Regions from separate parts of the Mus musculus genome. Here regions 2, 3 and 4 are each linked to region 1. A link is a contact called in public HiChIP or PLAC-seq, Micro-C and promoter capture Hi-C data. All regions are on one chromosome and are shown on one strand. The core of a region is the stretch at or near the end of the contact, and the rest is flanking DNA. Distances in the headings are between cores, read along the strand shown.

Region 1 (3,420 bases), core at 855-3,354:
TTGGAAACGGGCTGAGACCTCAGTGCCCTGCAGACCACCTTCCACGCTCTCACCACCTCCCACTGCCTGAGTCAGATGCAGGAGCCCAGACCTTCACTCTTTTGCTATTTATTCATGCTATTTATTCATTTCTTCAGCATATGACATGCCATCATGGGCCAGAAACCATGAGAACCAGGAGGGGTGGGGGGTGGAGGTGGCCCAGGGGTCAGGGTCATACAGGAGTGGTGATGGGTGTTTCAGGGTGGTCTTCCACTCCAGCACACTCTCAGCAGAGCCCAGTTTTGCTAGTGGGGGAAGAGATTCATCCACATTTAGTCTGTGACCAGGAGGAGGGGCTCCAAGTCCAGATAGAGAGCAGGGTCAGGGACCAGGATAATGGGAGCCTTTCACGGGCAAAGGAGAACCTCTGAAATGAGGGAACTAGAGGTAGAACCCGAGGAAGCAGCAGCCATATCAGCAGGAACCATGGTGAACAGGAAGGGGGATCCTTGCAAAAATGGTTCACTGGGCAGAATAAGGGGCAACACCTGGAAGGGGGCCCCCTGGGGAGCCAGGAGCTAGCCTCTGCCCTGGAAAGCAGGCCAGTAAGCCTATAGCATCCAGTGACCTGGCCCACTCCCTCTGGGGCTGGCAAGGCTGAATCCTCACAGACCAGCCCCTCCTCATATGACCCCAGGCTGTATGACCTGTGGCAGGTCCTGGCAGAGAGCAAAGGTGTGAGATCAGGGATTCCCTGAGAGGCCCCTGCTGTGGGAGGCCTGCTGTGGGAGGATGAGCCATCCGTGTGGAGATAGCTGCACCCCTGTGCCCCAAGCCACAGAACTGAGCTGGCTGGGTCCCGCTGGTGTGAGATGGAAGGAAATGACCTAGGCACTCAGGGGTCGGGGTCTTCCGTAGGAGTGGTTGATGGGTGTTTCGGGGTGGTCTTGCACTCAAGCACACTCTCACAGCAAAGCCCAAGTTTGCTAGTGGGGGACAGCAGCAGACTCATCCACATTTAGGCTGTGACCAGGAGGGTCTCCAAGTCCAGAGAGAGAGCAGAAGAAGGCTATGGGATAACTATAAGGGTCAGCATGGCCTGGATGTGTGCAAGGCCATTCCGGAGTATCCTGGTCACACACACACATACACAAACTGGGCAAAGGGCTTCTTCCCAGGGCCCAACAACTGGGGGACCAGCCCGGGCAGACAGGCTCTCATGGCCCCAGGTCAGTAGGGACCTCTGGCCTTCCAAAGGCCAGGAAAGTGCCTCCTTGCTAGGCAGGGGTGAGCAGTAAGGCAGAGAAAAGTTTGGGGTGATTCAGACCTGCACTTGGGATGTAGGCCCCCTGCTGTAGCCAACCCTCCCCCCCAGGAATCCCTGCTAAGGAAAGCCCTCGGCTGGGACGGGCTCGTGGCCCCTGCAACAGGACTCACGGTGCCTGCACACCTAGCGGGCCCTGCACGGCCCCCTGAGGAGACCGCTTGCCCCCCAGACCCCGAAACTCCTGCTCGCGGGACCGCAGCCAGAGCTCCAGAGGCACGTGCTCCTGCTCAGGGGCTCCGGCCCGGACCCAGGCCCAGGCCTCCCGCCGCCGGGCCCGCCGGCCCCCGGGATGCCCTGGCCACCCTGGCCACTCGCCGCTACTCCGCCTGCGTCCCGCGGGCCACCCCCGGTCCCCAACAGGTGGGCATAGCCCCCTCCCAGCGCCGCTCGGCGCCCCGCGCGCGCGCGCCCCGGCACCGGCAGCCCAGGGGCCATTTTGGGCCGGGACGAGCACCGGAGACCAGAACCGAGCCTCGCGGGCGGGGCGCGAGCGCGACGGGGGCGGGACGGGGGGGAGGGGCGCGGGCCGCGCGCGAGGGCGGCGTGGGGGAGGCGCGGAGGCCGCGGCGGGGCCGGGAGGCGCGGGCGGTGGGCCCGCGGCGCATAAAGGCCGTGGCGGGGCCTTACCTCCGACCCTGTACATGTTGGCGGCCATGTCCGGGCCGGCGGCGGGGCCGCGGGGCGCGGGGCGCGAGCGCGGGCGGCGGGCCGGGCGCGGGCCGGGGCGGGGGCGGGCGCGGGGGCGCCGGCGGGCGGTTTAAAGGGACCGCGCTGCTCCGCCGCCGCCGCCGCCGCCGCCTCCGAGGCCGCCGAGGCCGCGCAGGGACGGGAGGGCCGCGGCGCGGGCGGGAGAGGAAGAGGAGGAGCGGCCGCGGGCGGCGGGGAGGGGCCTCGGGCGCCGCCGCCCACCGCGCGGGCCGTTACCCGACCCCGCGCCGCGCCGGCCCGCGTGCCCCTGGCCGAGTGGCCCTTCTGAGCCCTTAGCTCGCCTGGTCCTCGGCATCCCCGGATCGCCCTCCCACGACCCCTCCTGCCTGGCTCTCAGCATCCCCGGGTGGCCATCCGGAGCCCCACGCTTTCGTGGCCCTGGCATCCCGAGTGGCCCTCCTGCATCCTCTCCAAAGTGGTCCTCGGCATCCCTGGGTCAGCTGCTCATCCCTTGGAGGTCCTTCGAAGCCACTGCTGGAGTGGCCCTTGGCATCCCCAGGTGGTCCTCCTCGGCAGGCCCACACCCTGCGTCCCTGGGACGCACTCCTGCAACCCGCCTAGAGTGGCTGGCCCTCCACATCATTGATGGCCCTCCTGCGACCCCTCCGGAATGATACTTGGCATCCTCCAGTGGCACTCTCCAGGCCCACGCCCGCCTGGACCTCGGCACCCACTGGGTGGCCCTTCTTTAACCCTCAGTGGTCCTCGACATCCCTGGATGGCCCTCTTACATGGTCTTTCAGCTTACCTGGGAGGCTCTCCACGACCCCTCCCAAATGACTCGGGCATCCTCCAGTGGCACTCTCCAGCACTCTCCAGGCCCATTCCCTCCTGGCCCTCAGCACCCATTGGTGACCCTTTCCCTGCCCTCCCCCCACCCCCGCCAAGCTCCATGCTCACCTAGTCTTCAGCAACCCCAGGTCACCTCCAGAGACCTCTCACATACCTGACAAGGTGAGCCCTCCTAGGACTGGCTCCTTGGGAGTTTCTCACAAGGTTGCCTTGGGTCCTTCTATGTGAGCCCTTCCCTGCACCCCTGTGTAGGGATCCTTTCCAATTCTTGTAGGGGTCCTCAGTGTGTCCCCCATTGTCCAACCTCTTCAGTCACCCAGGAACATCATGACTATCCTTGAACAAGGCGGTCATGCTTGTTCCTGAAGTGCCAGGCCTCCCTCCGTGTACCTCCCTGCTCGCTTGGATTCCCTCCCACAAGCCCAAGCTGAAGCCAAGACCACATAAGCCGTGGGGCATTGCGGTGCTGAGGAAGGTGCCTCTTTGTGGCATCTGTGACTAAGGGCTTGCCTTTGCTTATCTAAGGTCTGTGAAGAGGGAGTTCTTAGACATTACCCCAAGGCCAGAGGACAAAAGGTTGTGTCCCTGATGGGACTCCTGTCCCTGCCACA
Region 2 (3,035 bases), core at 445-2,944, 340 kb after region 1:
CCCTATGGCTCCCTCAGTGTCCCCTGATTTGGTGTCTTGAGTATGTGAATCTCAGTTCCTTATTCCAACCACAAGTGAAACCAGGCCTGAAAGTGCAGTTTCTGCTTGGGCTGCCTCATCCACCCTTCCTTATTAGCTATGAGCAGCTGCTTCCCTTCCCCAGCTGGCCCCCAAGTGTGGCCCCATGGTAGGCAGCTGGCTGTAAAGTGGGGCATGGCAAAAGGGCCACCAAGAGCCAAGCCTGGCCCTGCACTGCTGTCAAGGCTGGGGACGGCAAAGGAGGCTACAGCTAGTTAGGGTGGAGAACTCACCATGTTCCTTCAGTGGAGTCACTACAGAGTCAGGCCAGTCATTCAGGAGGCCCTGTGCACCCCAGATGGGTCACCCAACCCCTGGCACAGACACGAGCAAGGCACTGACTTCCCACCCTCCCAGCCTGAATGCTGTTTGGAACCTAAGGCACTGTATGATTGTAGTTGGTTGGTTGTGGAATCTGGGGGCTTCTTCAGTTCTGTGGGTCAGGCTATCACTCCAAGAGTGGTGAGACTAATTCCACTGTCCCTTAAGGGTTGTCTTGGACAGCAGCCTGTAGGCATGTGGCTAACCTTAGCACAGGGAATGGATTATAGGAGATAGGCCTGGGGCTCTATCTACCCTCGATGCCCAAAGTTACGGGGAAGTGGAGCCTAGAAACCACAGTGAGAGGATGGGGGCGGGGGAGAGGACCAGAGTCACCCACAGAGGCCCAGCACCCTCTTACCAGAGTTCCTTGAAGAAGGGAGTCAGGAGGTCACTTCCATCCAGATCATGGCTCATGTTCTTAGATATATCTCCCACCCTACCCATAGCAGGCAGCTCAAGTGACCGAGGCAGCTTCAGAAACCTAGCTTCTGGCTCTGACCAGTCTTATAATGTCCAGTGGGGCACAGACATGAGGTTCTGGGCCAGGGTTACCAGGCAGGGCTATCCCTCAAAGAGCTGCTGGCCTACCTCTCCCAGCTGCTCTGAGAGAAGTGTTCTCATCCCCTAAAATAGTTGGATTGGCAAAAAGGCAAGAATGCAGCAGCCGTAATCTGGGACTTCCAAGGGCCACAGACTTCTGACCTCCTTGTGGTCACTGGGAGCTACTCTGAGGTCAGGGTAGGAGAACGATGAAGGGCGGCTCTAAGCATCTGCAGACCTGTCACATCCTTGGTCCCTGTGGGTCTTTCGAATCCTTGGGGTGGGACTGTCTGGCTAGAGGGAAACACTCCCTGGTACTGGCATATCAGGAGAGGGGTGAGCTGGGGGATGGGCTTTAGAGCCCCCTGAGCCTCAAGGTTCTGGGGTTCCTGCCCTGTGGGCTAAACTGTGGACCCGAGGCGTGGGATAGGACAAAGCTGCCCAGTGGCTGGAGACTTTGATACCCATTGACCCTGGATCCATAGATCAAGCAAGGAGTGGACATCTGCCAGCCAATCTGGGTGGCTTGTGGGACCTAGGGTGCTGGGAGGAGGGGACTGTGGGAGGTAGACAGACACCCCTCTTGAGGCCCTCTGTCTGGCTCTAGCCTGGCTACCACTTACCTCTGGGTGCTCTTTCTTCTTGTCCATCCTGGTTCCAGCCACTGTCTGCAGGCTTTGCCTGTGCAGGCAGGCACCTGCCTCCTCTCTGGCCTGCTGCTTCCCCCTTCCATTCACTTCCTCTTTGTTCTGAGCACCCCACCCCCACGTCAAGACAGATCGGGTCTCTAGGGGGCGGAGCTGAGAACTTTCACCTCTGGAGAAAAATCTACCCTGCTTGCTCCTAGAGAGGGTCCCTCAGTCATAAACCAAATGTTGGAATTAAGTTTGACTGCAAACACCAAAGTCTCAAGTAAGAGAGCCTCAAACTGACTTAACTTCTCCAGGGGCTCATATATTGAAGACTGGTAATTTTATTGAAGTTGCATCATGAGCTAATTAACAAATTGTGCAATGATAGCCATGATGGGAGGAGGTGGAAACTGTGGAAGGTGGGGCCTGATTGGAGGATGTAGGTTTCTGGGGCAGGACTTGGCTCGCCATGTCTTATGCCTGGGTTCTTCATCTCTCTCTGCTTCCTGTCTGTTATAGGGCAAGCTGCTTCCCTCTGCCTTGCTGCTGTTACTATGCCTGGCCACACTCTAGTTCCATGGGAATGGCAACAGCTGACATTGGTTAAAACCTCTAAAGCTGCAAGCCAAAATAAGTCCTTCATCCTTCAAACAGTTTACCTCAGGTCTGCGTCATAGTGAAGAAAAACTGACTGACCCACCAACCATACCCTGCAACCAGTTTCTGGAGAAGTTATCAGTGACACAGTCACAGGAAGTCTTAGCCTCCAAACCCTGGAATTCAAACTTCACAGCCCTAGAATGGCTTCCAAAGCTCAGCCATCACCTCATATCCCTAGCATAGAATGAAGCATCCCCAGAACACTTCTGGAGACTGGAAAGGGAACTTCCATTTATCTATATTAGCTACAACTCAATCTACGCTTGGCCACAGGGCCATACCTAGCTGCAAGGGAAGCTGGGATCTGGAGGTAGCCATGACTCACCCCGCTGAGGAATTCAGGTGAGGCTGTTCCCTGGCCTGTCCACAAACATAGGCTTACTAGTGGCTCCTTGAAGGGATTCTGCCTCCCCTCATAGTCCAAGATGGATCTTCTGAAGACCAAACCTTGTTGCCTTTAGATCAGGGTCTTGGGAACAGCCCCAACTTTGAACAGGGTCCAGGTTGACTTCCCTCCTCCTTGGCAGGCAGTAGGCCTCAGTTCAGGGATATGGCCTCAGAGTGTCCTCAGGGGAAGAGTGCCAACCTCACAGGGTGGGGAGTACTCCTGAGGAGCAGGGCCTGACCTCAGTGACCCGTGTCCAGCCTGGTGGGCAAGAAAGTGAGCAGAAAAGGGACCATCCTTCACTTCCTGTGGGATAATGCCCTAACTTGGCTTTGGGGTTGTTGTGGGTTATCCACCAGAGAAGACAGCGCAGACATGGGTCTAAGCCAATAGATTCAGGATCCCATTGTAGCCCC
Region 3 (3,416 bases), core at 777-3,276, 420 kb after region 1:
GGTACAACCTCAGGTGTGAGGTGGGGAGAAGGAGAGAAGGCGGCAACCCATCCAAGAAGCAGCAACATTCATTCAGGTTGGCTGGTGCAACCTTCTAGCCTTGGGGTAGTGCTACCACCGGCCTGTGCTTTTTTCCTCTGCCCCAGAGTCCCACCCAGGAGACCCTGCCCCTTTTCTCCCTCCACCTTGGGGGGGATACAGAAAAACACTTCACACAAGCAAGGGCTTGACTAGGCCATAGTGGAACTTGCGGACATGGCGGTACAGGTCACCGGACTGTGTGAATCTGCGCTCACACCAGCGGCAGGCATGGGGCTTCTCCCGCGTGTGGACCACAGCATGCCGGCTTAAGTTGTGTGAGTACTGGAAGCTCTTGCCACACTGCACGCAGGTATAGGGCTTCTCCCCAGAGTGTGTCCGTTCATGCCTCTTCAGGGTGTATGTGCAGGAGAAGGTCTTGCTGCAGAGTGGGCACGTGGGCACGGACCCCTCGGGGGAGAGCCTGGCACGGACACTGTCCCGCTCCCGGAAGTGGGCGCTGAGATGCAGCTGCAGTGCGTGGGTGCTAGGGAACAGCTTGCAGCATAGCGGGCAAATGCAAAGGTGCCTGCTGGGACCCAGCTCTTCACTGTCGAGCACTGGCTCTGCAGGCAGCCCAAGCTGCTGGCTGCCCGTCCCTTCGATGTGCAGTGGCTCCAAGTCCACTGCCAGGCCCTGGGCTGCAGAAGCACAGACTGGTGGTGGGGATCGGTCCGCGCTCTGCGGGCTGCTGCTATCTTGTTCTGAGAACGAATCTTGCTCAGCCTTCACCAGAGGCTGCGCCACTTGCTGTACGGAGCTGCAGAGGGATGTCTGGAGGCGACAGGGTGGGTGTACCTGCTCCGGTCTTGGGCTAGGCTTCAGTGACAGGTCCAGGGCCCCACTTGACTGCTCTGCAACCTGCCAAGACGGAGGTCCAAATGTTGGCAGGGGATGGGTAGCCTTGACCCCTAGAGATGGGTGTTTGGCCTTTGGTGCGGCTTGGCAGAAGGCAGGGGACCAGGAAGGCAGGGGGTGTGGTGGCTGCCCAGGAAGCTCTGTCCCCAGCGTACGGGTCTCCAGATCTGGGTCCTTCTTTCTGAGTCTGCCCTTGCAGACCTTGACGATGTCATACATGTGCAGGTAACTGGCGGCAGCCAGGACGTCCTCGACAGGTAGGTTGTGCAGGTCCAAGCGGCCCTCGTACATGAAGTCCAGCAGGCGGCTGAAGGCGGGTACCGTGACGATGTCGCCGTTGAGCCGCACCGTGTCGCGGCTGCTCGCGGGCTGATCCCTGTAGAAGAGATGGAAGTAGACACTGCACGCGGCCAGTACAGCGCGGTGCGCAGGGAAGCGCGCGTCGCCCACCAGAACAGTGCAGTCGCACAGGAACCCCAGCTCGCGCTGCTGCCTCAGGCGGCCCAGCAGCCGTACGCCGTGCTCCGGGAACTCCATGCCGCCGCAGTCATCACCTGGGCACAAACGGGACGCCTGTCAACACGCCGGGGATGCCGTGGCCCCCGCTCGCCCCGACGCGCCCTTCCCGGGTGCAGGCAGCCCACAGAGAGGCGCGGGAGTGACGCGCGCAACCGCCAGCCCTGAGCTGCCCCGGCACCTGCCCGGAGCAGGAAAAACTCGATCGAAAGTAAACAGAAGCCGCTCTGCCGCCGGGGCGGGGCTCGGGGCGCAGCGGAGGGGCCGAGCCGCGCGGACAGAAAGAAGTCAGGACTTCAGGCTGCCTCGCCCCCCCCCCCCCGCCTGCCGCGCCCCCCGACGCCAGAGTCGCCGCCCGCCCGCACCGCCGCCAGCTGCCACCGCTGCCGTCGGCCCCATTTATGGCAGCGCGGCCGTGGGGAACGGCCGGCTAGGCAGGCGGAGCCGAGTACCCGCCCCTGTGCTCACCTTCGCCGCACGCGCGGCTCTCCGCTCGTTCTGCAAGCTTTCCCGTGCAGCTCGGACCGCACCGAACTGGGGGCGGCGCGCCCCGGCCGGGAGGGCGCGGGGACCCGGACGGCGCCGGGCGGGGCGCGCACTAACTTGGCCGGCGGGGCAACGCCTGCTGCTTGCCCCGCCCCGAAGAGCGAAACTCCCGGCTGGAGCTGGAGGGGGCGGACCGGGCGACTTCCCGGAGCGGCCGAACCGCTGAGGTCACCTCGCTACCCCTTCTCTGTCCGCCCCACCCGGTCAGTCCCGCTAGAAGCTAGCCCGCCGCACTCTGTGACGGGAGGGGGTGCGGGACCCTCTCGCGATACTTGTCTCCTGGGCCTCTGTGTCCTCCATGGGGTCCCGACTGCCCTGGTGGACAAAGGGGCAGTTGCTTCTCCGTGGACTACGGGACAATGGCCTCGGACCCGTTGGAAGACGGTCCTTCAGATGGGTCAGGGCGCCAATGAGAGACCACAAATGTCAAAAAGAAATTCACTTCGCCCTATGAAGATTTCTCTTGAATTCACGTTAACACATCTGGGACAGGCCGTGGAGCTGGGGTCTCAGAGAGAGAATTACCGCCCTCTGCAGACCCTGGGCTGACAGTCAAGCGCACTAAGATCTGTGACAGAGGGCACTGGGTAGGGCAGATGTGGTGGGATGGGTTTAAGACACAATCACAGAGAAGTGGCAGGAGACCTCCGGAGTTAGGCAGACAGGTCACACACAGGATGTAGGAGGAGTGATATGGAGAGAGGCCAGGGCCGGCACCCTGGGCACAGTGTTCCAGGGGAATCAGGGTCAGCAGGGTTTGAGGAGACTCCTGCTTCTTCTGGGGAGAGGACGTGACAATAGAGCCCGGGGTTTAGAGGAGTCGAGGCCCCTTGGCATGGGCTACACCAATGGCTCCCAAGTGTGCAGGCGGAGGGGTATTCTTAGCTGAGGGGGCTTGAAGTTGCTTGAGACATCGCTCACGTTGAGCTTCATTAAGCTTGTCAGTTAGACACTCTCATTTACAGTTCTAGCGTGAGGGAGGGGCCACGCAGTACCAAATCACAGAGCCAGAGTTCCTATGGGGCTAGGCCCGTTCCGAATTTTCACCTTGCATTTGTTAGAAGTCCAGGGACCAATAATGTTGGGTGGGCACCACATAGAGAGCTGGAGGGTAAGTATGAAGGAGGTCTTGCACAGGAATTACAGGGAAAGGGGTTTGGGTAGAATATCCAAAGGCATTCTGGGTAGAGACAGCCGCTGAGTCCTGTCTCTCCCCCCAACCCCCTGCCCGGCTCATTAGACACTCAGAACAGAGTACCCAGTTGTGAAGTGGGGCTTTCTGGCTGTTGGGGACAGCTCCAGGGGGCCTGTTCAAAGTTGTATTGGAAGCCCAAGGGGGCTCCCAGGGTTCCTGGAGGACCTAGATTCTACAGGGAAGAAAACCAGTGTTGTACTAAACGGAGGTTGAAGCAGGGATA
Region 4 (3,171 bases), core at 195-2,694, 450 kb after region 1:
AACAAAAACTCAAAGAGAGTGGCTATTCCCAGCTCAGTTGCCTCCTACTTTAAGACAGAATTACTTAAGTTCAAGGCCAGGCTAAGATACACGGTGAAAGCCTGTCTGAAAAACAAGAAATGGGAAGAGTTCCTGGAGGGGTACTCTTAACACAGGTGGGGCTCAAACCCACATTCCATTATGAGAGCAATTTTCTCCTTAAGGCCTCCTGGTCCAGCAGAGTCCAGAGTGTGGGCTGGGGTTTTGGTAAACTGTGTGTACTATAAAACTCGCTAGAGCCCTGCACCCCTTCCTGACTGGCTGGCTCTGAGTGGCCTGGCAAATGCTCCAACACACAAGTCCTCAGAAGGGTAGAGCCAGGCTGTTAGGTTCCAATTAACACTTAGGCCTTCTTTTCAACTGCATGCTTACATTTAAAAAAAATTAATTTACTTGGCTATTTAGTTACTATGAGTGTGGTCGGAAGACAACTTTCAGGAATTCTCTCCTACTGTATGTTCTTGGGACCTGACTCATGTCCAGGCTTGCATAGACTGCACTTTAACCAGCTGAGGCATTTTCTGGGCCGTGTTTGCATTGTTATTGCTGTTTTAAGACATCTCACCATAAAGCCCATGCCTTTCCCTTCTGAGTGCTGGCGTCAAAAAACAAGCCACGACGCCAGGCCATGTCTAGACTGGGGGGCGTGGGGGGAGGCACACTCTTTGCAGCTCAGTCCTGTCCCTTCACGCATCGCCCCTGCGTCTCAGCACTTGAGTTTGCATTCCCAGAGTACAGAGAGGGAAAGGACAAATACTGGGGCTGCGTAGGGAGTTTGTTTTCCCGCACATTCCAAAGGCGCAGCGGCACCGCTCAAAGTTATACGGCCGCAAACTGCGCCAAGCTACGGTACACTGCGTTACACCTGCCCCAGAAAGCCATCACTGCAAGGCAATGCTCAGCAACATCCATCCGCTACAAAGGCCACTTGCGAGGGCTCAGGGCAGTCTACGCCATCACGCCCACTCGAACCCAGTCCCCGCGTCGGTCCCGCGCTAGGCTAGTCCGCTCGGCAGCACTCGGGTCCGACTCGGATTTCTCCGGGAGCCGCCTGAAGCAGCATCCACCGTGAGCGCTCGGGACGCTCCCGCGGTCTCCCGCTGCCCTGCGCGGCGTAGCGCGCTCTACCCACGGAAGTCCACACTCACCGAAGACCTCGCGTGAGTAGCGCTCGGCGAACACACCGTGGCTCAGCTCTTTCAGGCCCACGTGGACTTTGAGTTGGAGCGGGGCTGCGTCTGCGAACGGGCAGCTCCGCTTGGGCATGGTAGCGGGTACCAGACACAGCCTTCAGCAGCGCGCAGCGCGCCGCGCGCCGAGCACACGTCACGGCGCCCTCGGACCGCGGCGGAGGCCCGAGCCGACGAGGGCGCGGCGCCCAATAGGCCGGAGAAAGGCTGGGGGCTCGCCTCAAACGGGCCCCGCTGCGCGGGATAGGCCGGAGTGACGTCGGGGGCGGGACTTACGCAGTTAACGGCGAGGGATAGGCTGAGGGAGGCAGTGGCTGGAATGCAGGGCGCGGGAAAAGGCCAAGGGCGCTGGCGCGGCGAGGTGAGGTCTGCGCAAGGCGTGGCACGGGATAGGCCGAGGGGGGGGGGGGTTGTGTTGGGGCGGGGCTAGTTTATGTCACAGCTCAGGATAGGCCGGGAACTAAGAGGCGGGGCTCTGGGGTGGGGCGCGGGATTAGCGGGATGCTACGTTGGGGGCGGGACTCGTGTGCTAAGGGGCTCTGCATAAACCAGCACGAGATCGAGGGCGGGGCTCAGCGCGCGAAAAGCCTGAAGGCTCTGTTGTCGCTAAGCAACGGTGATAGGTGATAGGTGAGATATCAGTATCAAACAGTAGGGTGGCGGGTTTTGTCCCAGCTCCTGATCTTAGTGGATACGGGCACCCATCTTCCCCTACGAGTTCCTCTTGTGTTCCCTTAGGTCTGATCTTGGGCAGGGAGCCTGAGGGTTTATGGCGTCACCTGCGGGTCCGCTGGTCAGGATTTAAAAATATTGTGGTGTCTTCTAACATGTTGAACAGGCAAAACAGTGATGCTGAGGGGTTTCTCAGTCCTTCTATTTCTACACAATCGGAACGTCAGTTATTCGGGTGCATTAAGTTTTGTGCTCATCTTGGAGTACAGGAGACCCGGAGTGTACACACAGCACCCGTTAATTCTCCAGACTTTGTAGAATGGAAGTCTCTGATCAAAGTGTCAGGTTCTCTGCAGGCTTCTGTCTTCCAGAATCTACAAATAAAAACTTTTGTGTCCTTACTGGATGTGTGTGTGTGTCCTCATCTCATAATAACACCCAGTACTTTGAATTAAGTTCTGCCCTAAGGACCCTGTTTTAACTCTTTAAGACTATATCCACCAGCCCTGTGTGTTGGCTCACACCTTTAATCCCAGCTCTCAGAAAGCAGAGGCAGGCTGATCTCTGTGAGTTGGAGGCCAGCCTGGGCTAGGTAGAGAGACCCAGTCTCAAAATACCGAACAAAAAACTGTATCCAGATACAATCACACTCTGACTCTTGGGAGTTAGGCCTTCGACATAAAGAAGGAGCACAATTCTAAATAGGACAATAGGGTCCAGTGACTACTGACTGCTGTGCTTCCCCACCCCCACCCCCACCCCCAAATGGTGGTTTCCCCGGTTGTAGAACTGTGCAGAATGGATGATACCTCTGTGTGGAGTCATGCGTTTGTCCCCTACTGCATGGCTTAAATCCAGCGACCTGTCCCAGGAACCACCACTAAGAAGGCTGTTGTTCATGTTAAGATAATGGACTTTTTCCTCCCAGAATCCGCACTTCCTAGTGCAGTCTGTACAAGCGCCATGGGGTTCCACTGGGCCTGACTCCCGTTCTAGTATGAATATGAAGTGTTGAAGGCTCCGTCCTCAGATGACGTCATGATTGAAGGGTAATAAGGTCAGGATGGCTGTGGTTTGTATATGCTGGGCCCAGGGGTTGGCACTATTAGGAGGTGTGGCCTTGTCTGAGTAAGTGTGTCACTGTGGGTGTGGGCTTTATTACCCTAGTCCTAACTGTCTAGAAGCCAATCTTCTCCTCTCTGCCTTTGAATGAAGATGTAGAACTCTCAGCTCTGCCTGCACCATGCCTGCCTGGACGCTGCCATGTTCC

Evidence for each region. Promoter capture Hi-C pulls out the DNA fragments that hold promoters and counts their contacts. Hi-C and Micro-C count contacts between places; a contact is called where the count stands out from the background. HiChIP or PLAC-seq counts read pairs in DNA pulled down with a chosen protein or histone mark.
Region 2: a contact with region 1 is called in a promoter capture Hi-C map of pre-B cells, with 3 times the contacts expected there. The contact joins the promoter of Pld4 here to the promoter of Mta1 in region 1. A contact is called at or near these places in 2 of 39 promoter capture datasets (the C10 cell line and pre-B cells), 3 of 484 Hi-C or Micro-C datasets (cerebellum, cortical neurons and palatal mesenchyme), 4 of 115 datasets of contacts at active chromatin or transcription factors (T-cell acute lymphoblastic leukemia, astrocytes, embryonic stem cells and 1 more) and 2 of 9 other capture datasets (adipose tissue and liver).
Region 3: a Micro-C map of the G1E-ER4 cell line shows a contact between it and region 1, with 3 times the contacts expected there. The contact joins the promoter of Zbtb42 here to the promoter of Mta1 in region 1. A contact is called at or near these places in 1 of 39 promoter capture datasets (stem cell-derived epiblast-like cells), 5 of 484 Hi-C or Micro-C datasets (CD4 T cells, the G1E-ER4 cell line and embryonic stem cells) and 1 of 115 datasets of contacts at active chromatin or transcription factors (pancreatic cancer cells).
Region 4: a contact with region 1 is called in a FOXA1 HiChIP or PLAC-seq map of pancreatic cancer cells. The contact joins the promoter of Siva1 here to the promoter of Mta1 in region 1. A contact is called at or near these places in 2 of 484 Hi-C or Micro-C datasets (CD8 T cells and embryonic stem cells) and 1 of 115 datasets of contacts at active chromatin or transcription factors (pancreatic cancer cells).

The regions. Positions count from the first base shown.
Region 1 is chr12:113,096,962-113,100,381 of GRCm38.p6, reverse strand. Mta1 (metastasis associated 1) reads right to left here and starts at 2,104. Exons shown (of 21, transcript NM_001364622.1): 1 at 1,937-2,104. The coding sequence starts at 1,964.
Region 2 is chr12:112,759,314-112,762,348 of GRCm38.p6, reverse strand. It overlaps Pld4 (phospholipase D family, member 4), which reads right to left and starts at 1,694. Exons shown (of 11, transcript NM_178911.4): 1 at 1,566-1,694. The coding sequence starts at 1,592.
Region 3 is chr12:112,677,450-112,680,865 of GRCm38.p6, reverse strand. Zbtb42 (zinc finger and BTB domain containing 42) reads right to left here and starts at 2,026. Exons shown (of 2, transcript NM_001100460.1): 1 at 1,921-2,026; 2 at 1-1,490. The coding sequence starts at 1,473. The coding sequence ends at 211.
Region 4 is chr12:112,643,101-112,646,271 of GRCm38.p6, reverse strand. Siva1 (SIVA1, apoptosis-inducing factor) reads right to left here and starts at 1,444. Exons shown (of 4, transcript NM_013929.2): 1 at 1,188-1,444. The coding sequence starts at 1,305. It overlaps Gm30101 (a long non-coding RNA gene), which reads left to right and starts at 1,505. Exons shown (of 3, transcript XR_381987.3): 1 at 1,505-1,590; 2 at 2,830-2,958.